Regions from separate parts of the Mus musculus genome. Here all the other regions are linked to region 1. The links are chromatin contacts, called in public HiChIP or PLAC-seq and promoter capture Hi-C maps. All regions are on one chromosome and are shown on one strand. The core of a region is the stretch at or near the end of the contact, and the rest is flanking DNA. Distances in the headings are between cores, read along the strand shown. Region 1 holds the start of Necap1 (NECAP endocytosis associated 1). Region 2 has its middle 79 kb from the start of Vmn2r25. Region 3 holds the start of Vmn2r27 (vomeronasal 2, receptor27). Region 4 has its middle 63 kb from the start of Vmn2r26. Region 5 has its middle 31 kb from the start of Vmn2r27. Region 6 holds the start of D830015G05Rik (a long non-coding RNA gene). Region 7 holds the start of Usp5 (ubiquitin specific peptidase 5 (isopeptidase T)).

Region 1 (3,402 bases), core at 373-2,872:
GCTGGCCTGAACCAAAGACTCAGGTAGAGCAATGTGTAAGCTAAATCATAACGTGGTACCTGTGACTACCATCATGCTGAGTTTCAGTCATGGTCAATGTGAGATCTGAGTGGCAACTCCTTTACCAAAAGATATACAACTCGTAGGGCCCACTGCACAGGTCTGTACAAAACAACTCATCAATGATGAATGACCCTCTGGTTAGGAAGCAAAATGGAGATGTGGAGAAGGTAACTTTCCAGCAAGAGAAAAACCATGAAGGTATGTAGGTCAGAAAAGGGATACTACTAGTACTGTATTTTTATAACGATTTAGTTACCCTATACTCTTTTATTTAACTCTCAAAAAAAAACCTGTGAAGGGGTTGGGGAAATGGCTCAGTAGTTAAGAACACTTGTTGCTCCTGCAGAAGACAGGGGTTCAGTTGCCAGCACCCAGATGATGGTTCACCAACATCAGTGACTCCAGTTCCTGGAGATCTGATGTCTCACAACATCACTCTGACCTCTGTGAGCACAAGGCATACCCACTCATACAGACAGACAAAACACCCATACACATACCTCTAAAACAAATAAAAACCTGTGAGGTACACAAGACGTGCACAGTCTTCTCACGCTACTTCTCCTGTTTTACAAATGAGAACCCTTAAGGCCTGGGGAAGAAAAACATTGATTGGCTCATAAATTACACAGCTATTTAGTGTCGAGGGCTCAGACCTAAAGAGTTTTCAACACAAATCCCAGCGAATTCTCTTTGAACTCCTTAACATCCTACAACAGCCCAAAACCTCAATCACTGGATTACAAGGTTGTCAGGCCTTACAAGAGGAAAAAAAAAAAAAAAAAAAAAAAAAATGCTGCACTGACTCTGGGAAAGCTCTAAGAGAGGTGACTGGATTGATAGGAAGGCAGAAATCCCTACATAATCAATGTGTGGGGGGGAGGGGTACACACACACAAACAAAATGAAAACACGCAATAGCTCATCACTGGAATACAAGATCTTAACGTGTGCCTACTGCGCCCCCCCCCCCCAAAAAAAAAAAAAAACTAAAGGATGATGACACTTGGCGAGAATGACAACAGTATCAATTAAAATAGATCATCTAAACAGTGGACAGCAAAACTACCATTCCGGACAAGTGTCAGGCGGGATCAGAAGCGCGGGGGGAGGGGGGGGAGCGTGCCGTGTGCGTGTGCGGACGCGCGCGTGGAGGATTACAAGCCAAAGGTCGCAGCAAGAGTAACAGATGGAGCAGGCATGAATGGATTGCGGATGACGAGGAGCAGACGATGTCTCAGGGGGAGGGATGGGGAGGAGAGGTGGAAAGACGCATGACGGCAGGAAGAAAAGAAAACAAAATCAGAGTTCCAGCAAAACAGAAAAGTAGACGGAGCCGCCGGCAGCCCGGGTGGCAGGCTAACTACGGCGGCAGCGGCTCGAGCCGATGGCTGCTGCCCAAGGACACAACCGTCACCCCGGCGGGCGCCGGCTGCAAATCCCCCTGGGTACCTGTAACCGCGGTTGGAGGCCCGCGGCGGAATCCGGTAGACGCTGACGTCGGGCTTCACACACAGCACGGACTCATATTCCAGCTCTGCCGCCATCTTGGCTCCGCTAGCGCCGCGGGGGCGGGGCACGGGTGGGGGCGGGCTGAGACGCCGACGGCTTCCTTCGCGTCACTTCCGCTCGGGTACAGCTTCGAGGTTAACCTCTAGGCGGCGCAAAACCTGTTACAATCTGGAAACGCTGATGCGCCTGGCTCGCCATCTTGAGTAACGGCAAAGACAGGCTCAGTGGTAGAGCACTTGCCTGCCAAGGCCTCGGGTTGGGCTCTTTCCCCAGCGAAAAATTAAAAATAAGAATTCAGTTCTCTTTTACCTACCTTCAAACGGTAACCAGAAAAAAAAAAAAAAAAAGTCACTGAATATACGAAAACAAAACAGAGGTTGGACAAAATGAATCTCTGCTTTCTCATTCTGTTCTCATAAGCAAGTGTCCAATGCATAATCTATTAAGTGCTACCATGGGGTTGTTTTGTTTTTTTGCAATTTTGTAGGTTTTGTTGGTGACTTCTCCATATTAAAATGACTGATTACAGTGCTAAATGCTATCTAGCATCCCTCAGCATGAGTAGCCCAGCTGGCTACACATCACGATGAGTACTAAACAGCTCTATCCACAAATATGTTCTTTGTGCACTCGCAAATAAATGTAAGCTTACAACAGTGTAACTTAGAAATGTTTTAGATGGCACTGACTTCAAGTGGCAAAACCAAGTCTGATCTTATCTTGTCCCCCCCAAAACACCAGTAGCAGCCTCTTTCATTGCATTCTATCGACTGGTTGACTTTTACTTCTGATTGGTCTGCTTTGCCTAGCAAAGCCAGTTCAACAAGAATTAGACTTTAGGGTTGGTGAGATGGCTCAGTGGGTAAGAGCACCTGACTGCTCTTCCAAAGGTCTGGAGTTCAAATCCCAGCAACCACATGGTGGCTCACAACCATCCATAACGAGATCTGACTCCCTCTTCTGGAGTGTTTGAAGACAGCTACAGTGTACTTACATATAACCAATAAATAAATCTTTAAAAAAAAAAAAAAAAAAGAATTAGACTTTAATTGGCTGGTAAGGATGTAGAGACTGGCTACGGTTGCCAGGACTATAAATTGATCCAACGCTGCTTTGAAGGGACATTTAGCAGAACTCTCCAAATATTAAGTGGGTGTAGCCTTTAACAGTTCCACTAGCTTTTTGTTTGTTCATGTCTGTTTATTTGGAGACAGAGTTTCAATGTAGTCCAGGCTGGCCCTCATCTCATTATGTACTAAAGAATGACTTTGAACTTGTAATCCTCCTGCCACCATAGTACTGGAATTACAGGCATGTGTCACCACACTCTTTTCTTTTCTTTTTTTCAGTGTTTTGGATCACATCCAGGGTTTTGTGAGAACTAGGCAAGCATTCTATCAATTTAGCTACATCCCCAACCAAAAACTTTTTTTTCTATCATATACTTCTCCAACACATGTTATAAAGAGAATACATACACTGTGGATGGAGACATAAAAAAGAAAACAGACAGAAAAAATGGTCTTTTACTGGTTTCCTATTTCTAAACCTATGATCTCAACGGAAGCCTCGGTCATGTTACTATACCGCATTGAACTCTTTCGTTTCCTCTTTCTGGATCAGCAGTGCTGACAATCCCTTACTGAGGCCCCAGCCCCTGGTTCACCTTTCAAGTGCTATGTATTTTTTTCTCCCCAAATCTGGTCATCCTAGAGACTTCTGGTTTCACATAGTTAACTCTCCCTAATCTTACACTCCTTCTTGCCACATGTAAGGTATGATATACGATAACCACCTGCAGCTTACTCCAAGAATTTGTAGTTTGTT
Region 2 (3,482 bases), core at 841-3,340, 1.1 Mb before region 1:
AATGTGATGGGGATTATCAGAAGGTCCTGCTAAAATAGAGACTTTAAAATAAGCATTGAGGAATATAGTCAGCCTTCTATGCTACACAAGCTCATTTTAGGATTATTGACTATGGATTAAGTGTTACAGAAGGACATAAGACATATGAACTTCTAAGGAAATATAAATTTCACCAGTTGATTTTACAATGCTTCATAGATTCCTCTTTGTTGGATAATTAGTTATAGATTAGCGACTTCAAGTAAAAGGCCTTTAGTGTTAATGTTTCTCCATTTCCATTATCAGGAGATGAAAGTTTTGCTATGGGAAATGACAGATTTCCAAATACTATTGTTTAACTGGTATTACCTGAACTGAGATCAGGAGATAGATACTGTGTGTCCTTGTTTGGTATTTTCAATAAAAGTACAAAGAAAAAGATATATTTCCTGTACACAATGAGAAGTAATTGACACTGGTAACAAGTTGGTATTTTGTAGCAAAGGTATTTAACTGTTCCATATATCCTAGAGTGCATAAACAGAAAATGAAAACCAAATCATTTGAGAATAAACCTAATTGTCTTAAATAATAATTTTTCTTTTGTTTAGATCAGCTATGCTCCTTTTGACCAGAGTCTTGGGACCATAGTCCAGCTCCAGTCTCCTTACCAGTTTCCTGTGCACATTGCAGCTCTGTATCAGGGAATTTTACCACTGCTGCTATACTTCACTTGGGTCTTGGTTGGCCTGGTGGCTCCAGATGATATGAGGGGAGAAATCTTCCTTAGGGGCATAGCAGAGGAGATGATAAATCAAGGACTTTGTGTTGCATTTGCAGAAAAGGTTACAGAATTTTCTGCTACAGAATCAGTAAACCGGAAACATTCTATGGAAAGAGTCAGAGAGACACGTGTTATTGTTGTATTTGGTGACACTCATGATTTTCTGATTACTGTCTATCTCAGCATTTACTATGCTTTTTTAGTAATGTCTGGATCACAACTTCTGATTGGTATATCACATTACCCATTGAACAAAATCTTGTTTATAGATATTTTGGTGGAGGATTATTATTTTCATTTTGCATGGATGAAATTATGGGATTTGAGGATTTTCTCAGAAGTATTCAACCTAGAAAATATCCTCATGATATCTTTATCCAGGAAGTGTGGTCCATCTATTTGAATGCCCATATTTCGATAAGGATGGAGTCAGGGAATGAAGTCCATGTGCGCCAAATGGCAGCCTGAGCACACGACCTCTGCATGTTTGGGATATGAATACCTCACCCTCGAGCTACAAAGTCCATGCTGCTGTGTATGCTATTGCTCAGGCACACCATGAGGAGCTGTCATTAAGAGTGGAAGGAGACTCACTTGATAAAAGTGTACTCCTGGTTCCTTTTCCATGGAAGGTAACAATAGCTGTTCTTATGATTTCCTATAGTATTGAGTTCTGGTTTATAAATTATGCATTTTGATTGATGGTCTTTCATAGTTTGTGTTAGAAAAATATTTCTAATGCTAGCATATATCTTTATGCTAATATCTCCTTCTCAATGTATTCATGTTTATTTCAGTAGAATAAAGTATCAAAAAGACATGAAGTCAGAAAAAAATGGAAAAGAACCACAATGTATTGTTTAAAGTTGAGCTCACATTTCTATCAGAAATCAATACGCTTATGGTGTTTTAAAAAATGCTTTTCTTTGATTATGCACGTTCAAACAAAACATTTATGACATTTTATGGTCACATCTTTTTATTACTGCTTTTAGAATAATGCATATCTATATAAGGCTCAAAAATATCATCCATGTATGTTCTCAAGCTTATAGTAGACTGAGGTAGAAGGATCATGATTTAGAGGCCACCTAGGGCTATATCCGCACCCATCATTTGTAAGATGAAGTCTCTCTGATGAAAACTGGACTAGGCACTGCTCTATGACTATATCAGAATATCCTTAGGAATCTGTTCTTTGACTTGTTGCTGTTGTTGTGATCTATTATATTTGGTTATTCCTTAGGTCTCTGAGCCACCCAGCTTCAGGCTTGTGGCTATACAGGCAATCTTTCCTGGGTTGCCTCTCATGGCTTGAGCCTTAAGTTAGACCTGCCATTGATAGGTCACTTCCAGAAATTCTGAGTGACCATTGCCCAAGCACACCTTGCAGTCAGGATAGATTGTGAGTTCAAAGTTTTGTGAATGGGTTGGTGTTCCAGGTGCACCACTGGGAGCCTTTATCCCGAGCTTATCCCCGACCCGCGGGAAATAAACACAGGACACACCAGATTCTTCCACGGTTAACTTTTACTTCTATATCATATTGAGGTAGACAAAGAAAGCTCAGAAAGTGTGTGGCTTAAATACTTTTGGTGACGTGTCTAAACTAGGACTGGTAGCAACACCCATGATCCTCATGCACCCTGGGGATAGGTTAAAGCCCCCAGGGGTTGGGCAAAAGCCCCGGAGACGGACTGGTGACTTTGGCTGGCTGTGCTCTCGCAGCTGCGCACAAAGAGGTTTAGCACCATCTAGTGGCGGCACATATATTACAGCCCTTTACAAGCCTTGCCTGGTTACTGAACATGGGCAGTTCAGGTTCCATCTCCTCCATTACTATGTCCTTACTAAATTCACCCTCATAGATCTCAGAAACTTCCATTTCACTATGTTTGACATTGCCCATAAATGCCCCACTATTCAATCTCATTATTTTTCTGTCCATACCCTTTCTCTCTAAACCTCCCTACCGAAAATTTTCCATCTTGTTCCCATCTCCACCCACCCTCTAGTCTACCCACAAAAATGTATTCTATTTTCCATTCCCAGGGAGTTTCATGTGACCCATTCACATCCATTTCCCACAACCCTCCTTGTTAATATGGATCTCTGGAATTGTATTCCATTGCATAAATGTACCACATTTTTATTGTTTATTCTTCAATTGAGAGACATTTTCTTAGATTGCTTTCAATGTCCGGCTATTTTAAAGATAGCCACTATGATTTAACTGAGCAAGTGTCCTTGTGGCAAGAGGCAGTGTCCTTTGTGTATATGATCAAGAGTGGCATAGGTGGTCGTGAGCTAGATCAATTCCCAATTTTCTGAGGATCCATAATCTTGATTTCTGTAGTGTCTTTACAAGTTTACTGTCTCTCCATCAATGCAAGAGTGCTCCCCTTGCTCCACATCCTTGTCATAAGGAGCTGTTACTTGTATTGTTGATGATATCTGTTCTGACATGTGTAAGATGGATGCTCAATGTAGTTTTGATTTGCATTTCCATAGGGCATAATAATGCTGAATGTTATTTTAAAATTTTTCTTACCACTTTGAGATTCCTCTATTAAAAAGCCAGTTTAGTTCTGTATCTAATTTTAAAAATTAGATTGGACTCCAGCATTGGGGTGCCTTGCCTGCGGAGTCTCCGGACACCCACAAGGACCCACACAGGATCCCCAACGGGATACTTAGACCTCTGGTGAGTGGAACACAG
Region 3 (3,472 bases), core at 959-3,458, 1.4 Mb before region 1:
TTTGCCTTCACACCAGTCAGAATGGCTAAGATCAAATCTCGGGTGACAGCAGACATTGGTAAAGATGTGGGAAAGAAAAACATTCCTTCGGTGTTGATGGGATTTCTAGGTTGTAAGACCACTCTGGAACTCATTATGGGGGTTCCTCAGAAAATTGGGTATAGTACTACTTGAGGACCCATGTATACTACTTCTGGGCATATACCCAAAAGATGCCCCAACATATAACAAGGACACATGCTCCACTATTTTCATAGCAGCCTTATTTATAATAAGAACCTGGAAACATCACATATGTTTCTCAACAGAGGAATAGGAACAGAAAATATGGTACATTTACACTGCTGTAATGGAACACTATTCAGATATTAAAAACAAGGACTTCATGAAATTCTCAGGCAGATGGATAGAAACAGAAAATATCACACTGAGTGAGAAAACACAGCCACAAAAGTAAATACATGGTGTGTATTCACTTATAAGTAGATATTAGGAAAAATGCACAGAATACCCATGACACAACTTACAGACCATATGAAGTTCAAGAAGAAGAAAAACCAATGTGTTGATGTTTCAGGCCTTCTTAGTAGGAGAAACAAAATAATAATGTGAGATAGAAGGTAGGAGATACTTGGGAGGAATAAAGGAGGGGAAGAGGAAAAGGTGGACAGAATCAGTTGTTGGAGGAGATGGGGGAGATTAACAATGGGTCAGGAAATTGAACAGAGGTATATAGCAATGGCAATGGGGAACTGGGTGTAGCCACCAGAAAATCTCAGATGCCAAGAGAGCAAGAGGCTCCCAGGACCAACGAGGATGATATTAAATGAAATATGCAACAAATGGGAGAGAGAATCTGTAGGGACCATATGGAGAGATTAGGCATGGCCTCTGATTTAGGGATGGGGCCACCTACCCTTCTATATAATTTTAACCCAGAATGGCTCCTGTGTAATGGAAATACAGAGGAAAATATTGAAGCAAAAACTGAAGGAAAGGCCATCTAGAGATGCCCTACCTGGAGATTCATCTCATATATGGTCACCAAACCCAGTCAGTATTGTGGATGCCAAGAAGAGCTTGCTGTCAGGAATCTGTTCTTACTCTCTCCTGAGAGATTCTGAAAGAGCCTGACAAATACAGATGTGGATGCTCACAGTCATCCATTGGACTGAGCTCTTGGACCCCAATGTAGGAGATAGAAAAAGGACTGAAGGAGGTGAAGGGGTTTGTAGCGCCATAGAAAGAACAACAATATCAACCAACCAGTCACCCCAGAACTCCCAGGAACTAAATCACCAAACCAAAGAGTACACAAGGAAGGACTCCCCATTGCCCCCCATGATTGCAGCAGCACATGTAGCAAAATATGGCTTGGCCTGGCATCAAGAGTAAGAGAATCCCTTGGACCCGTGAAGACTCCATTCCCCAGTGTTTGGAAATGATAGGGAGGTGACCTGGGAGTGAGTTGTCCTTGGGGGAGCACCCTCATACAAGCAGGAGGAGGGGAATGATATAGGGGAGTTGCAGAGGGAAAAACAGGAAAGAGGGATAACATTTGAAATGTAAGTGAATAAATATGAATAAAATGAATAAAATATCCAATAAAAAGCATACCCAAGCTGATATTTGACCCAGTATAGTGTCTAGAAATGTTTTCTAGGGTAAGGCTTTTTCTTTCCTTACAGAACACTGTAAGATGACACTGATGTTAAATGATTGAGAGTCCAGCCTTTTTGCCCTCAAACACTGAGTCCTTTGATGTCTCCTTTAGATGACCCATCATGACATTATTATGTTTCCACTGGTTAGTGTCTCTTTACCTTGGGACCTTGAGAATCCTCAGCTTACTGAGTGCAAACACCCCACAGGTGTTTGAGAGGACTTCACACTTGTTCTTAATTGCATGTTTTCCTGCCGAGACCCAGAATTCCCAGGTGCCCAGTGACAGGTTCATGATTCCTTGGAGACTCACAGCAACTCTGTGAAGGGGACACAATCTAGTAGGTGCAACACAAATTATACTCCCTGGAACTGAGGGAGTGTTTGAATACTGGTGGGTCTGTATCAGGACAAAACAATGCTTTATAAATTTGATCAACACAGACCAGACAGCCACATATTTTATCCATTTGTTCATGTTGATTAGTCCAAGGTTCTTAACTGAACAGTTATCTTGGTTTTATCAATTATTTATCAATGTTATTATGAAATTACTCATTGCCTTCTCTCTAGTGATTGTTCTCATTTCATTCCAGGAAAAAATGTCTTGTTTCTACATAAGTGTACCTGATTCTCCTGGCTACAATCAAGATGGGGATTTTCTTATTGGAGGATTCTTTTCCCTTAGAGTGACTGGTCGAGAAGACAGAACTGAATTTTGCTTTAATGAGACAATGAATATGACATATGGTAGTTATTTGTAAGTGTTTGTCTTCTCTCTTTAAAAAATTATTGTTTCAGGATTTCATACTCATATAAAATATATGTTGATCTCTCCCATCTCTACCGCTTCCCCTCCAATGTATCCTGCCTTCAACTTTATGGGGTCTCTCTGTCTCTGTCCCTCTATCTCTCTGTCTGTTTGTCTCTATGTCTCTGTTTCTCTCTTTTCCTCATTTTCTCACTTTTTACTTTAGTAATTTAATTTAGGCATGCCAGTACTCTAGACGTATAAGACATCATCTAGAGTCTAGGTAAGCTACTAGGACAAACCTCCTAAGGAAACAGCCTCTCCCTTCCCCAGTAGCCACCAAATGCCAATAGCTACTCAACCATGACTGGCGCTCTGTGCATCTCTCCCCTACTCATGTTGAATTCTTTTAAATATGAATATGTTGAAAATAATTTGTAGTTAAGAACAATTTTTCTTTGTAGTTATTTAGTGTAGTATACAGAAAATATTTTATTTATCATGTTTCAATGTACTTGACAGTTTTTAAATTGCTATGGTTGATCAACCACTGTGTACTTTCCTGAGGTTCATCCTATTTTTAAATACTTCCTGAAAGATTAACTTTGAATGTTTGCTATTTCCCACATGCTTTACTCTTCTATTTAAATTTCTCATACACAATCGCACAGTAAAAATTGAAAGTTTTACTTTTCACAGTATGTGGTAGTACAAACCTTTAATCCCAGAACTTGAGAATCAGAGGCAGTTCTGTGAGCCTGAGTTTAACCTAGTCTATATACTGAGTTTAATTTCAGCCTGGGCTGAATAAGTGAGACTCTGTCTCAAAAAAAAAATTCAAAAAAATTGAATTTGATAAGTTGTACTATGAATCTTCTTTCTTAAGACTAATTTCTTCACATTTTAAATATAGAATATCCTGCTTGTTTCTTGGTATATCATGTATATTTTTATATGACTTAGACTTTTATAAGTAAAAATCCAGAATTTGAGAGGTAGCATGAGAGGCACTGGGTGGATAAATGAGCACAAGGTAAAGGATATAATTATATTTTAATT
Region 4 (3,518 bases), core at 788-3,287, 1.1 Mb before region 1:
CACACCCAAACAGGTGAAGCAATTGAATCAAACCACCCAGGATCTAAAAATGGAAATAGAAACAATAAAGAAATCAGAAAGGGAACACCTATGCTCCAAATGCAAGGAAACCCACATCCATAAAAGAAACTTTACTAAAGCTCAAACCACACACTACACCTCACACAATAATAGTGGGAGATCTCAAACCACACTCTCATAAATGGACGGATCATGTAAACAGAAACTAAAGAGACATAGTGAAACTAATAGAAGTTATGGACTAAATGGCTTTAACAGATGTCATTATAACATTTCATTCTAAAACAAAAGAATATACCTTCTTCTCAGAACTTCATGATTCCATCTCCAAAATTAACCATAAAATTAGTCACAAAACAAGCCTCAGTAGATACTTTTTGTATAAAAAGATTGAAAAACCCATGTATCTTAATAGAACATCACGGATTAAGGCTGTTCTTCAATAATAACAAAAATAACAGAAAGTCCACATAAACATGGAAGCTGAACAATGATATCCTCATTGATAACTTACTTGGTCAAGAAAGAAATAAAGAAATCAAAGACTTTTTAGAATTTAATGAAAATGAAGGCACAACCTACCAAAAATTATGTGACACAATGACAGCAGTGGGAAGAGGAAAACTCATAGCTCTATCTGCCTCCAAAAATAAACTGGAGAGAGCATACACTTGAAGCTTGACAACACACTTGAAAGTTCTTGAACAAAAAGAAGCAAATACACTGAAGAAGACATAGAAACAAAAAAGAACTATACAAAGAATGAACAAAACCAAATGTTGGGTCTTTGAGAAAATCAGCAAGATAGATAATCCGTGAGCCAGACTAGTTAGAGGACACAGAGACAGTATTCACATTAACAAAATCAGAAATGACAAGGCAGACATAGCAACAGAAACTGAGAAAATTCAAAAATTCATCAGATACTACTACAAAAACATATACTCAACAAAACTGCATACTCTGGATGAAATGAACAATTCCCTAGACAGATACCAGGTACCAAAGTTAAAACAGGATCAGCTAAACTATCCAAACAGTCCCATAAACCCTTAAAGAAATAGAAGCAGTCATTAAAAGTCTCCCAGCCAAATCAAGCCCATGACCAGATGGGTTTAGTGTAGAATTTTATCACATTTTCAAAGAAGATCTAATCCCAATACTTGTCAGATTATTCCACAAAATAGGAACAGAAGGAACACCACCCAATTCATTCTATGATCATTTTAAAGTTTTCTTGGTGTTTTTTATTGTTTTTGTTTTATTATTTATATTAATTATTGTTTTCATGTTTCTTTTAATGTCTAAGTTGTTCTGAAGGCTACTTTGCTCTCTTTAATATACTCAATCCAACTTTCTTTTGATTAGTGTTGACACAGTATGTTCCTGCATGCCTTCTCCCTCTATATTTGTCTCTTTCTTAATCCTTTTTATTGTTTAAGAATTTCATACATGCACACAATATGTTTATTTCTAATCTACCCCTTGTATATTCTCTATTATCCATACCATCTACCCTCCCAGCTAATGTGTTATATTTTTTAAGACCATTGAGTCCATGTAGGGCTACATGTATAAGCACAAAATTAGGACCATGTACTCTTGCAGTGGTAAGCTTGCATTTTCTGCATTGCTAAGGGACACTGACTCTCCTTGTGGATTTCATGTTAACTAGTCAAGTCATGGCAGCTTTTTGTTTGTCTGGTTGAGTATAGTGTTTTACTCCAATTTGTATCTGTTTTAAATTCATGCATTTAGTGAACTAACCTTAAACTGATTATTGAGCTTTATAATAATGACTTTCACATGAGCATTTTCTTTTTGGAGGCAGTTGACCCTTTTTGTTATCTTATCTTTAGCTGACTTCTTTAGATTTAATCGAATATTTTCCATTGTACCTTTTCTCATAGAATGTCAGTTATACTTAAAAAATTCTTGTGGTTTTCTAATATGTTCAAGACATACTTACAAGTACTGCTTAACAGCAATGATGACACATTTGGAAACCCTATGTTCCTCTTTCCTATTTGTTGTAGCAGTGCTGTCAAGCGTTTCCTTTATCTAAAAATGTAGCTATGTGGTATTGTATTCACTTTGTGGTTTTGAGGAGATTATACCCTACTAGAAAAATAAACTAAATACAATGCTCAAGTTTAATATGGTATTCTTCATTGTTATTATTGTCTCTATGTCAGTATAATTTTCTAGCTTATACAAATTTCCTTTTCTCTGCAAGTTTCCTTTAACATTGCTATAAGGCTGGAACAAAATTTTACTCCTGCATGTTTTTATCTCAGATCACACTCCTCTGCCCTTCAGTTTAATAGGAGAATTTTGCTAAGTCAATCTTAAAAGTAAATCATCTCACTCTCTAAGGAAAGGATATGTTTAACTTATTTCTTCAGAGAACTGTTTGCTTGCCTTTTTAAGTTCAAATTAAAAGGTTAGACATCATTGTTTTTATATCCATCGTATATGGTCTATTACAATAATTTATTTCCTTGACAATTATATTCAAGCATACAAGTACACAATACCTTCTGTTCACACACATTTTCCTCCCTCCCTCATCTCGCTCTGTCCTCACAGACCCTCCAGACTCCCACCATGTCCCTATCCTACATTTGTTTTTCATTTTGTTTTTTCCTTCATGATCCAATGGACTTATAATCCACCATGCTTTCCATGTGGGCATAAGTATGCAGCTATTCAATGGGGCAACAACAATGAAAACGTGCTTCTTATGTGTAACCAAGGGCAATGATCATAACCTGCATAGTCTTGACGTCTTTTGGGGGCTTCCTATCTGCCACAGAAATTTTTTATACATAATAATCTATAACAAATTTGTTTAAATACTTTTTAAATTATGTTTTCTTTCTAACTGGCTCAAAGTTATGCTTTATGCCTGACCTCTTCATATATCTTCAGGTTTGGTTAACTTACTCCATCTATTCTCTCTGACTCCCATATTTTTTTGGTGCTCTCTATCACATGATTCTCTACAATCCTATACCACATGTCTTCTGCTTTCCTCTCCCTTATTGACAACTTTCGTATTTTAAAATATGAATTTTTTATTCAAACTTTCACAAGTAATTAAGAGTTGTGAAAAAATTGTATTTATTCTGAAAAGCTATTATGCAAAACGTTTAAAACAACTCATTTTTATTGTTCCTATTTTTCACCAAAATGAGAATCTGGTGTCCAGAATCCTCCTTTCATCACCGAGTGACTGAGAAAATTCAGTTTTCAAATATAAATAGTGTGGATAGTATTGGTAAATAGCTTATGACTATACTAACCTCTACATATTGACATATTGCTAGCATGTATTAGCCTTATGATAAATGTTTGATAACAGAACAATAATGAAAGCCACAGGGACATAAAATTAGTGAAAGAGAGAGCAATTAAAGTAACCAGGTTTATTTGTATCTAAGTGAGTTGTACTGCAAATTCTGACAGTTATTTTCTGTTTTAGCTCCATCCATTCT
Region 5 (3,314 bases), core at 580-3,079, 1.4 Mb before region 1:
CTTTTTTTTTTGAGGGGTTGCCACTAGACACACCAGTCTAGCTGGCCCTCCAGCTTCTGCACACATTTCTCTCCGTCTCCTATCTCACAGTAGGAGTACGACAGTGCAGAAGCAAGCCATCGCACAACGCTTTCTGTGGGTCCCAAGGATTCTGACACAGGCCTTATACTTGCACAGCAAGTGGTTACCCACTGAGCCATCTTCCCTTCCCTCTTCTTCTATTCTAAGGACACTAGTCATGCCAGATGGAGGGTAATGAGAGGTATTAGGGAATTCCTGGGGAATCCAATATAAACACAAGGACTAAAATGAACCCCTTCTCACGTCTTTCTGCTGTCTTCGTTCTGAGACTCTGAAGTTCCATGGAGATCCTCTTCTCTAAGGCATCGTTGCTTAAGGTCAGTGCCACTCACATCTGGTCAATGCCTTGGGAACAGTGCAGTTGCTAATATCCTTGATGTCTGCCCTTGTCTAAAGTGACCGTGGAATGATTAACAGGGAAAGACGGCAGGAAGGCAATCATTCTGGGGTAATTTAAAAATTTTCTCTGTCTTAGGTGCTTTTTCAGTCAGGTCAACTAATGGCAAATAATATGCAATACAGACTCACTGTATCTTTATAAAGTTGTATTCTTTGAGAGGTAAAGTGTTACTAATTTAATCATGCTGTAGATGTTATTATCGTGCAAGGTAGCAGAATTTGAACTCACTAGAACATCTGTATTTTTTTTTCTTACACAAATACATTTGACTTTATTTGGTACTTGCATACAATACTTTCTTTGTCATTTCTAGTAATTTCAGTAAAATGAATCAAAATGTGGGCAGGTAGTTAAAGAAATTATCATCTCGAGATTTTGCTGCTGGTCTGATTACTTGATGTTCAGAGACACTGCTTGAAAGTACCCTTGGGACTGTCCAGCTGAAGGTGGACTCTTAAATTTTAACATGCTGAACATCTGTATTTTTATTGTAAATCATATCAACATGTTTATCCATGTCTGGTACCACCTAAAGGAGGAGCATAAGTAGATGCCCTCCATGCTCATTCAGGGGACCCCTTCCCTGGGCTCAAAGCTGACTCCTCCAAGGACACTGTTATCAGGGTGACAGTCTTACACTGAACAGCTCCTGACCCTCTCAATAGAATTTCCCTCTCCCAGCCTTGTCTACAAAAGTGTCAGGACATATTTTCAGATGTGTGTGGAGTAATGTTATCAAGAACCACTGACTGCAGAATTTACACATTGAACCATGCTGCACAGACATTCTAAAGCCAGAGGAAGCAAACTATAAAAACACCATGAAACCTGGAAGTTGGGATCTAACTTGTATTTTAAGAAGTAGCTTGGGGGTTCTGGGCCACACTTGTAGGAGATGGCACCAGTTATTCCAGTCAGGAGGGCAAATACACCCTGGCCCACCCTTGCAAGCACTGACTGGCCTCTCACAGCCTAAAATACTCAATTCAATTTCAAACACTTCTGATCTGATGTTTAAATTTTATCCTGTCTTCTGTAATAGGAAATATGATATAAAATGCAAAACAAAACCTCTAATTACCTTAGATCCAATAACCTTGGTTCTACCCTAATCTCAATGCTATTTAGACTCTTTTTCATGATAATTTTTTTAATCACTAACAAGCATTGACATAGATAGCATTGCTATGGAGGGGTGGGAAGACTTTTCTTTTTGGATTAAACTGATGTGAAAGATAAACTCTTGTCTTATTTGAGGTCCTGTTTAATGCAGGTTCACTGTACACATGCACAGACCTAGTTTGGGTGTGAGGTAATGACTTGAAGGCAGTGCGCCACCCAGTGGTGGATCTCCATCGTCTCTTTCAGTGGGTTCCCACACAGGAAGTTAACAAAGAACCTTCACGACTGGACTCAAGCTAAGTGCTGCCCTCTCTTTCCCTCTAACAAAAGACCTACCCCAGGCCCAGAATGGAAGAGTCTAGAGGTGGCTTTCCCTGCAGAGAGGGACCCAGATGTTGTTATTGGCAGGAAGAGAAAAGCCGACAAGATTGAATATCTCCTAAGCAACAGATGCCCTGTGAAAGTTGTGTTAAGTGAGTTGTTTTGCTGCATCTGCTGGCACATGGCTCTACCAACCCCATAGCTGACACTTGCCAAAACCAAAATGGCTGATAGAGCAGCTAACCACTTTCTGATCGCTGAATCTGCACACGGTTAAACTGCCTTCTAGATACTCTTCTTCATACCCATCTGTAAGCGCATCCCTCAACCCTCGTCAGAGAAGGTTCCGCTTGCAGTAGATGTCAGTCAATTCAGAGACCCACAACCGGTCAAGGTGAAGTGAACAAGACAGTGTGGACTGTTCAACCACAAATGGGACACCTGTATCACACCTACTGCCCCCCGCCCCCAGCTCAGGAACATCACATCACAGCAGAGGCGGAAGAAAGATTATAAGAGGTAAAAATCACAGAGGACTGCTTCATAGTAGCATTTTCTGGACATGACTGGGCTAGTGCACACATAAACTCACAGTGGTTGTGGCTGCATGCACACCATCCAGTCAGGTGAAATTCCAGCAGGGATGTGGCGGGAACACAGCGTCACAACCCTAGCTCAGATGCTACTGTAGGAGGTTGTTGATGGCTGACAGAAGGGACACTGTTCTTCTCCCTCCTCCCCCTCCTCCCCCTCTTCGTCCTCCTCCTCCCTCTCCTCCTCCTTCTGTTGTTCTTGCCTCTGATAGGCCAGTGAATGACCCTATATTCATACAATACTGACCCATGGTTTTTAAAAGTGAACATGAGATTAGGGCGTGAACAGTAGTGGGTGGGCTTGATCAAACCACCTTTTTTTGTATATAAAATTCTCAAACAATAAAACATTTACCCACCCCACTCCAAAATTTTGATAGCACCTATTTAGAAAAGGAAATGTTGATATTTTTATTTTCAATAGCAAAAAAAAAAAATGTATCTAGAGGAACTGGGAAAATGGACTTATTTGGTATTCTATTTTAAAAGCTCTGTTGATTTTTTAAAATCAGTACTATTGTTGGCTGCTGGTGTTTCTTTTGGCTTTTTGTGGAACTTAGCTGTCCCTGAACTCAGGTCCCTTAATCATTCTGGAAAACACTGGGAGGAACACCACTGTGCCCAGTTGGGATAAAACTGCTCCATTTCCATTTTATTTTATAATTGTTCAACGAATAATTTATCCCCATTTGTGAAGTGCGAAGACCTGACACTGGGTTATTTTGTGACACTGTATTACAGGCAAGAAACGTCAAGTCTGGTGTGAAAACACAGCTACCTGGAAGGGCCCCATTGGG
Region 6 (3,260 bases), core at 641-3,140, 1.5 Mb before region 1:
ATTGTGAAGAAGTCTTTGGCTTATATCAAAGGTCTTTAAGGTCTACAAGGAAGACTTCTCCAAGTCTGGGATGCAGGGCTGTAGGTGTCTGGTGCTTGCACTGTTTAAATTTGTGTGCGGTATACGATGTATGTGTGGTGTGTGTGTGTACACAACTCTCAGGGGAAATAACTTTTCTGCTACTTTGTGGGCCCAAGGGATTAAATTCAGGCCCTTAGGCCTGTGTATAAACACCTCTACCACTGAGCCACGCTGCCAACTGCTTGCATCGATTCTGACTTCCTAGCTATTTGATTTTTGTGCAAGTCTTATTTGTAAAAGGAGGTTAGTAATAGCTTTCTCATAGGAGTATTATGAAGATTATGATTAAAAGTGCTAATGCTCACCAAGTGCTTAAGGCAACACCTGGGGGTTAACATGCATTTCATAAGCATCGGTTATTATCTCAATTATTCTCCCAAGATCTTGGCATGGTAAATTCCTGCTAATCAGTTACTAACCTCCTAGCAGAGTAGGAGGTTATGTGTGTGATGCGTTTTGAATGCTTCTGGGAGATGCTCTCCCATTTCCCCATGACCAGAAATTCAAACCATCATATGCTTTCCTTAAACACTGCTTTCTCCAGAGATTCTCCTGTTTTAACATATTCATCTTCCAAGATGGCATCCTTTCCTCCTTGGTGTGGTTTAGTTTATTCGTTGCTAGGTGTTTTTTTCTTTACAATGGCAGCCTGGAAACAGTGGACAGGGATGAAATTTGTGGTCAAGGAGAATGGGTGTATGTGTGTGTGTTAGGGCCTCTGAAAGATACTGACAGTGTACTAAAGACAGAAACATTGCACAATATTCTGCCTTGTTCAACCACTGCAGTTATAAGGGCAATTTCTATTTTCCCAGGGACGAATTTACACTGCCTGTGTTCCCTGAGGAAGGCTACCTTTGAAATCATCAGGGCAGCAAAGAACCAAGCCTGCCCCAGGGCGCCACCTACAGACTACCTGCTTCTCCCGCACCCCGGGTTGGGACGTACGTCAGGCCTTTCTAGAACCAGTTTCCTCCTAGCCCACCTACCAGCACTCTGAACCCCTCCCCTTCTCAGGACGTCAAGGAGTCCGTCGGTCTTGGACCTAGGTGAGCTATCAAGGTTTGCTTTCCAGTGTGACCTTGAGGTCTGGCACCCGAGCCATTTCTCTGGCAGATGGTGGAGCCTGAGGCTTAGGTTCATATTCCCTGATCAAAGGTATTCCTTGCCACGTTTCCCCAACTTGGAGCTGCAGGGAATCAGGCCATCGTGACCTTGACCAGTAGGAAAGAGGAGAGAGGAGTGACTCACAGCACTCTCCCCATCCATTACAGGATTGAGGTCTCAAAATGCGTTGGACCCTATTTTAGTCACCAGAATTTGTCATCATCCGGAGCTATTTTCTTCATTACGCAGAGATGGTAGAGGCAGGCCCCTGTCTCCTTGGAGGCTGTGACGCTGTCCTGAAGGAGCGTCTGTTGGAAGGGGGGTCAGGCCTAGGAGGCCGAAGCAGGTCATAGATTTGACCTCCGAAATCTCCCGGGCTCAGTTTGGGCGATTTAGAGGTGCAGGAGAACCAGGAAAGAGAGCTGAACCGTGGAACCTGAAACCTTGGTTTTTCTCCAAAGCCAGAGAGGCCTCTTCTAGCTCCAGTCCTCTGAGTTTTCCACTAATAAATCCTGGCGTTCTAGGGACTACTGCAGGTTTCCCCAATCCAACTGTCCAGGACTGTCTCCTTTAAGGATCTCGGCTCCGCCCATCACGCTGCGCAAGCTTGAGGCCCCGCCCCTTTACCCGTTTCCGTTGAGCTGGGCCGCAGCGCCGCCGTCCCGGCCCCTTTAAGGCCGAGTCCCGCCCCCTTGCTCCCGCCCCCTCCCTTCCCCCAGCCCACTCCGGGTGCCTCGGCCGGTCGGACGGTGCGGCCCGCGACGGCGAGCATTGGAGCCTGGGGGCGCGGGGTCGAGGCCCGTAAGTCCCCGCCGCTGCGGTGGCCTCGTGGGACGGGGTCGAGGCTGGGGCGACGGGGCTGGGGGCGCGGGGCGCTGGGCGGGGACGGGCGCGGCCGGGGAGGGGGCTCAGGTGACACGAGCTGGGATCGGGACCCGCAGCTGGCGCCTGACCGGGGGTGTGGGTCCCGGTGTACGGTGGAAGGCGTCCCCGCTGTCCCTCGTCAGGTTAGAGTTCGGGTCTAGCCGTGTTTATGATGCGCTCCCCGTGCTCCCCAGGGGTCCAGGCCCTTTTGTAGAGCTGCTGTTGGCGGGTGGTGTCTGAGCTGCCGTCCGCTGGAGGGGAAGCCCGAGCCGAAAGCAGCGTTTCGAGTGGGAAGGCAGGACACAGCCTCCTCTTGGACTCCAGACACACCTCGGGGGGTGGCCCCGGGGGCCTGGCCCTTGTGGAGCCGTCGTGGGCCCATCTGCTCTAGATAGGGCCTGAGGCGTGCGTTGGGAAAGTCTGGCTTCCCGACCACAGTTCTAATCTTCTGTCCATCAGGGAAGCTGCTGGTCACCATGGCAATGCGGGAGCTGGTGGAGGGCGAATGTGGGGGTGCCAACCCGCTGATGAAGCTGGCCACCCATTTCACCCAGGACAAGGCCCTTCGGCAGGAGGGACTGAGGCCTGGCCCCTGGCCTCCGGGAGCCTCAGCAGCAGAGACCGTGAGTGTTCTAGGAGAGCCTATTTCTTCCACCTGACAGCTGCTTTCTCTGTGTTAAAGTAATAGCAGTCACCATTCAGTAACACTGGAGTGAGCCTTGTGCGGCTTTACACAGACAAGGACTACTATTTTATAGACAAAGAAGCTGAGGCTTTGTGAAGGCTCTTGACTTGCCTCAGGCCACCTAAGCAGTAGAGTTAGAGTTGGGTTGTAGCCTGCTATTGTCTCTTTCCTTCTTATCTTAGGTTTCCAAGCCTTTGGGAGTAGGAACTGAAGACGAGGTAAACAGAGCAAGTTTCTTTTCTGTCTTTTTTTTTTTTTGGGGGGGGGGGTTGTGGTGATTTTTTTTTTTTTTTAAATCAGTCCACTCATACTTCAGTCTTTGAACTCTCTTTACCAAATGAGATTGCCTGCCAATGTTTTCGTCTACTTTTTGGGGTATTTTTCTGGTTTCCAAATTTACAGATAGATTTTTTTTTTTCTTTATTTATCTCCAGTTTTCGTTTCTCTGTCCAACATCAGTGGGCCCTGCCTCTGGCTGAGGCCCTCTGATCCTAATGTTCATCCGACCATCTCTCTGTAATAG
Region 7 (3,209 bases), core at 237-2,736, 2.0 Mb before region 1:
GGTCTCCATTGTGACAGGGCTACATGGTGAGACCCCGTCTTTAAAAAAAAAAAAAAAAAAAAAAGGCAGAAAGTCAGCTAATGAAAAAAGAGATCATGTATTTGAAAGACAGCAAGGAGGGGTATACGGAAGGGTTTGGAGGGAGGGACAGGCAGATATGACAAGATTATATTAGAGCCTCAAAAATAAATAATAAAAGGGGGAGGGATGGAGAAAGTAGGGTTCCAGTGGCAGTGGGAATGAGGGCTCATGTAAACAAGCTAGGCAGAGGCCCGCATCCAGACAGCCTCCCTGCATTCCCCAGCCCAGCCCAGTATACCTGAATAGGAGTGCGCTGGATGCCAGCACTAGGTGAACGAGGGTCTGCTACTCGAGCCACTTGCTTGTTGCGTGGCAGAGGCCGTGCTGGAGTGCCTGAGACGCTCTGAGTCGAACCCATCTCCACTGGGGCTGGGGACGGGGCCCGGCTGTGCAGATGCAGAGGAAGGGACGTCCGTCAGAAGAGACTCAGAGCTTACTGCTTCCGTGTCGGACCTCTGACCCCATACCCACCCGATCTTCCCAGCTTCCAGCAGAGGAACCTCCGGGTCGCTAGCCCAGAGAACTCTGCAAGGATAACGAATGGAGATTTTTAACAGAGCAGTCAGGTCTGCGGGAGCCTTCGTATTTAACCACTAATTCATTCACATTACTTACCGGGCCCCAGCTCGACCTCTGCCCGAACACCAGCTAGAGAAATAACTCCCAAAGCCCGGAGTTTCAAACTTCCCTCCACGCCCCCTGCCCCGACCCTATTGGCTAAGCCGAAGCAGACTCTCATAGGCCAGTTGTGGAAAATGCGCCTTCCGGAGCAGAAAGCCATTGGTCTGAAGGATGTCTATCATGAGGACTGGCCAATGGGCTGAGGACTGGCTTGCCCTCCGGTGGTGGCTCCGTGAGCTGGGGACTTTTGTTTAGTATCAGCCTGACAGCGGTGGACTTGATGGGTGCCACTCGGCCTTTCTGTTTCATTAAACAAAATAGAATGAGTTATCAGACTGTATGCACAAAGCCAGCTGGAGACGGAGTTAATATGGTTTGTCTAAAGCGAAACAGCCATCCTTATTGGTTGACGGAGTTATCACGCATCTCTCAAAATCGCCTCATTGACTACTGCTTTTCAAATACCAAGACAAGTGCTTTCTGATTGGACGAGTCCTTGGCAAAGTTTCAGTAATCAATGCGTTTAAACAATTCACAGTTTCTGCTCTGCACGTAAGGCATTCTAGAGTCCTTGAATCACAGCTCCTGCAACTCCCAGCCCTCCTGGAACCGCCACATGAGCACTTGCCCTGGGAGAGCAGGATTGGTCCTTTCGGCCATCAGTTGTACCCGCGGCGCTTTTTATTGGTATTCGCTGAGTGGGGGCAGAGGGTGGAGCGCCAGGAGGCAGGCTGGGTCCAACTGCCGATCTCGCGCGTCTTGCCTTTAGCGCATGCGCACACTGAGTCGCGCTCATTGGATGCGAGAGACGGAGGGGGGCGGTACTAGGTACAGTGGGAGCTGCTGTGTGAGGAGGAGCTGCTGCCGGTGTCATGGCGGAGCTGAGTGAAGAGGCGCTGCTGTCAGTGTTACCGACGATCCGTGTCCCCAAGGCGGGAGACCGGGTCCATAAAGACGAGTGCGCTTTCTCTTTCGACACGCCGGTAAGCCCATTCCCCACGCCCGCGACGACCACGACTTCCTTCCATTGCCCTGGTCATTCGGCCAGGCCTGCAAACCTTGGGCTACCGCCTCCTTGCGATGCACCCTGGGACTTGTAGTTTTCTCCATACCTCTCTGCTTTTGCTTTTCATTCTCTGTAGCTGTAGTATGACTACCACTCCCGGAAGCTACAGCTCTCGCCTTGCCCACTCCTGGTCTCGTGAAGCATTATGGGCATTGTAGTTGGCCATGTCCCTAGTTCCTATTCTAAGTTCGAATTGTAACCCGTACGGCGAACTACATCCCCCAGGCGACTCCCAGAAAAACCCTTGAATGTGGCCTTGCACGTTGCGCAGGGCTCTCCGGGTTTTGTAGTTTCATGTGGGAGGAGTAGGGGCGACTCCCCGCTGTTCAGGGCAAGGGTTGAGATTGGGAAGGTATGTATCCTGCAGCTTCTAGTCTGGAAGAGGATGCCAATCTGTGAAGAAGTCCGATTTAGAGAAACACTGAGTTAAATAGCCTCCACTAGTGGTTAATTTGGACAGGGGATGAGGAGGTGGGCCATTGGTCAGGGAGGAGGAAAAATACCCAATGGAGAGTTCTAGTCGTTTTTTCCTTTGAAGTGAACTATAGCCGCGACCCCTCCCATTCCTCCGTCCTTCACAGGTTGCCGAGACAACCCCTCTCTCAAGTATTCCTTAGAAAGGGTTTCTTTGGAGGATGCTAAGGCCCCTTTCTCGTCTTGCTCCCACTCTTGTCTAGTTAGACAAAGCCGCCACCCACACCGTGCTTCACGTTCTGCAGGCTCCACCTTGTACCTCCCTTCCTGCAGTTCTGCCTTCCTGTGTCATCTTCAGCCAGAGAGGAGCCTTCAGGCCCTAACTGAAAGGGCCGCAGTTTGGTTGGGATCCGCCCCCTTCATCACCCCTCCCCTCTAGCGGTTGTTGGGCCCTGCCCAGAGCTTTAAGCCAGACCAGCTCATGGCCTGAAAACTGCAAGTCAGACTGGAAAGGCTTCATTAATGCATCCCCAGTGCCAAGTATAGCAGCATAATGTGATGCCCACTTCAGGACCAGTCCTGTGATTTGTGCTTTGCTTGGTTTGCTGGGCTTTGATCAGCGCCCCAGATAAGCTCTGCTTCTCTCAGGTTGGCCTTAGTAGAAGTAAAGGATGATTGCCCGGCACGGTTTTCCACCAGCGATGAAGCCAGCACCTTTTATTTTCATCTGAAGAGTTACTTGAGTGTTCTCACCTTCCTCCCAGGGACGAAAGGTAGAAATCAGTGGGTCAGTGTTTACACTTAAAGACAAGACAGTTGTTCTTGTCTCTCCTTGGTACTTTATATGACTGGAAAATAATGTTTTTGTTTGTTTATTTGTTTTGTAATTTTTCCAGCACCTTCCCTTTTTCATTCTGAGGCAAGGGCTCTCCAGCCTACTTGACGTAGTAACAAACTGAAGCTGGTCAGATCATCTTCTCATTCTTTTTATGGAAGCAAGAGAGTGTAGCTAAGCTTTGTGGTGAGA

The links. Promoter capture Hi-C pulls out the DNA fragments that hold promoters and counts their contacts. HiChIP or PLAC-seq counts read pairs in DNA pulled down with a chosen protein or histone mark.
Region 2: a promoter capture Hi-C map of pre-B cells shows a contact between it and region 1, with 6 times the contacts expected there. The contact joins the enhancer-like site here to the promoter of Necap1 in region 1. A contact is called at or near these places in 4 of 39 promoter capture datasets (cranial neural crest, embryonic stem cells, hippocampal neurons and 1 more), 1 of 15 datasets of contacts at CTCF or cohesin (pro-B cells), 1 of 484 Hi-C or Micro-C datasets (B cells) and 3 of 115 datasets of contacts at active chromatin or transcription factors (astrocytes, large pre-B cells and pro-B cells).
Region 3: an H3K27ac HiChIP or PLAC-seq map of embryonic stem cells shows a contact between it and region 1, with 6 times the contacts expected there. The contact joins the promoter of Vmn2r27 here to the promoter of Necap1 in region 1. A contact is called at or near these places in 3 of 115 datasets of contacts at active chromatin or transcription factors (embryonic stem cells, forebrain and large pre-B cells).
Region 4: a contact with region 1 is called in a promoter capture Hi-C map of pre-B cells, with 5 times the contacts expected there. The contact joins the enhancer-like site here to the promoter of Necap1 in region 1. A contact is called at or near these places in 3 of 39 promoter capture datasets (the C10 cell line, embryonic stem cells and pre-B cells), 1 of 484 Hi-C or Micro-C datasets (B cells) and 2 of 115 datasets of contacts at active chromatin or transcription factors (large pre-B cells and pro-B cells).
Region 5: a contact with region 1 is called in a promoter capture Hi-C map of the HPC-7 cell line. The contact joins the enhancer-like site here to the promoter of Necap1 in region 1. A contact is called at or near these places in 20 of 39 promoter capture datasets (the 3T3-L1 cell line, 3T3-L1-derived adipocytes, the C10 cell line and 14 more), 4 of 15 datasets of contacts at CTCF or cohesin (embryonic stem cells, large pre-B cells, pro-B cells and 1 more), 22 of 484 Hi-C or Micro-C datasets (the AML12 cell line, the G1E-ER4 cell line, LSK cells and 14 more) and 13 of 115 datasets of contacts at active chromatin or transcription factors (astrocytes, embryonic forebrain, embryonic hindbrain and 9 more).
Region 6: a contact with region 1 is called in a promoter capture Hi-C map of pre-B cells, with 20 times the contacts expected there. The contact joins the promoter of D830015G05Rik here to the promoter of Necap1 in region 1. A contact is called at or near these places in 19 of 39 promoter capture datasets (the 3T3-L1 cell line, 3T3-L1-derived adipocytes, the C10 cell line and 14 more), 3 of 15 datasets of contacts at CTCF or cohesin (large pre-B cells, pro-B cells and stem cell-derived epiblast-like cells), 3 of 484 Hi-C or Micro-C datasets (B cells, the G1E-ER4 cell line and LSK cells), 22 of 115 datasets of contacts at active chromatin or transcription factors (DN3 thymocytes, VIP interneurons, astrocytes and 15 more) and 2 of 9 other capture datasets (embryonic stem cells and liver).
Region 7: a contact with region 1 is called in a promoter capture Hi-C map of pre-B cells. The contact joins the promoter of Usp5 here to the promoter of Necap1 in region 1. A contact is called at or near these places in 2 of 39 promoter capture datasets (cranial neural crest and pre-B cells).

What each region holds. Positions count from the first base shown.
Region 1 is chr6:122,872,777-122,876,178 of GRCm38.p6, reverse strand. It overlaps Necap1 (NECAP endocytosis associated 1), which reads right to left and starts at 1,622. Exons shown (of 8, transcript NM_026267.3): 1 at 1,516-1,622. The coding sequence starts at 1,610.
Region 2 is chr6:123,930,204-123,933,685 of GRCm38.p6, reverse strand. It overlaps the pseudogene LOC100417034. Among named protein-coding and RNA genes, the nearest start is that of Vmn2r25, 79 kb to the right of the region's middle. Within about 2 kb of position 2,090, at least 6 of the 459 cell types and tissues checked have an H3K27ac peak or open chromatin away from gene starts, as enhancers often do. A contact at or near this core is called in pre-B cells, where this site is marked.
Region 3 is chr6:124,230,520-124,233,991 of GRCm38.p6, reverse strand. Vmn2r27 (vomeronasal 2, receptor27) reads left to right here and starts at 2,208. Exons shown (of 6, transcript NM_001104642.1): 1 at 2,208-2,422. The coding sequence starts at 2,208.
Region 4 is chr6:123,960,055-123,963,572 of GRCm38.p6, reverse strand. It overlaps the pseudogene Gm21023. Among named protein-coding and RNA genes, the nearest start is that of Vmn2r26, 63 kb to the left of the region's middle. Within about 2 kb of position 2,037, at least 36 of the 459 cell types and tissues checked have an H3K27ac peak or open chromatin away from gene starts, as enhancers often do. A contact at or near this core is called in B cells, pre-B cells and pro-B cells, where this site is marked.
Region 5 is chr6:124,261,401-124,264,714 of GRCm38.p6, reverse strand. No RefSeq gene overlaps it. Among named protein-coding and RNA genes, the nearest start is that of Vmn2r27, 31 kb to the right of the region's middle. Within about 2 kb of position 1,829, at least 6 of the 459 cell types and tissues checked have an H3K27ac peak or open chromatin away from gene starts, as enhancers often do. A contact at or near this core is called in the HPC-7 cell line and stem cell-derived neural stem cells, where this site is marked.
Region 6 is chr6:124,413,702-124,416,961 of GRCm38.p6, reverse strand. It overlaps D830015G05Rik (a long non-coding RNA gene), which reads right to left and starts at 1,890. Exons shown (of 4, transcript XR_378022.4): 1 at 1,071-1,890. Pex5 (peroxisomal biogenesis factor 5) reads left to right here and starts at 1,895. Exons shown (of 16, transcript NM_001277805.1): 1 at 1,895-1,989; 2 at 2,512-2,675; 3 at 2,920-2,955. The coding sequence starts at 2,529.
Region 7 is chr6:124,827,761-124,830,969 of GRCm38.p6, reverse strand. It overlaps Usp5 (ubiquitin specific peptidase 5 (isopeptidase T)), which reads left to right and starts at 1,486. Exons shown (of 20, transcript NM_001326594.1): 1 at 1,486-1,685. The coding sequence starts at 1,575. Cdca3 (cell division cycle associated 3) reads right to left here and starts at 794. Exons shown (of 6, transcript NM_013538.5): 1 at 697-794; 2 at 320-467. The coding sequence starts at 439.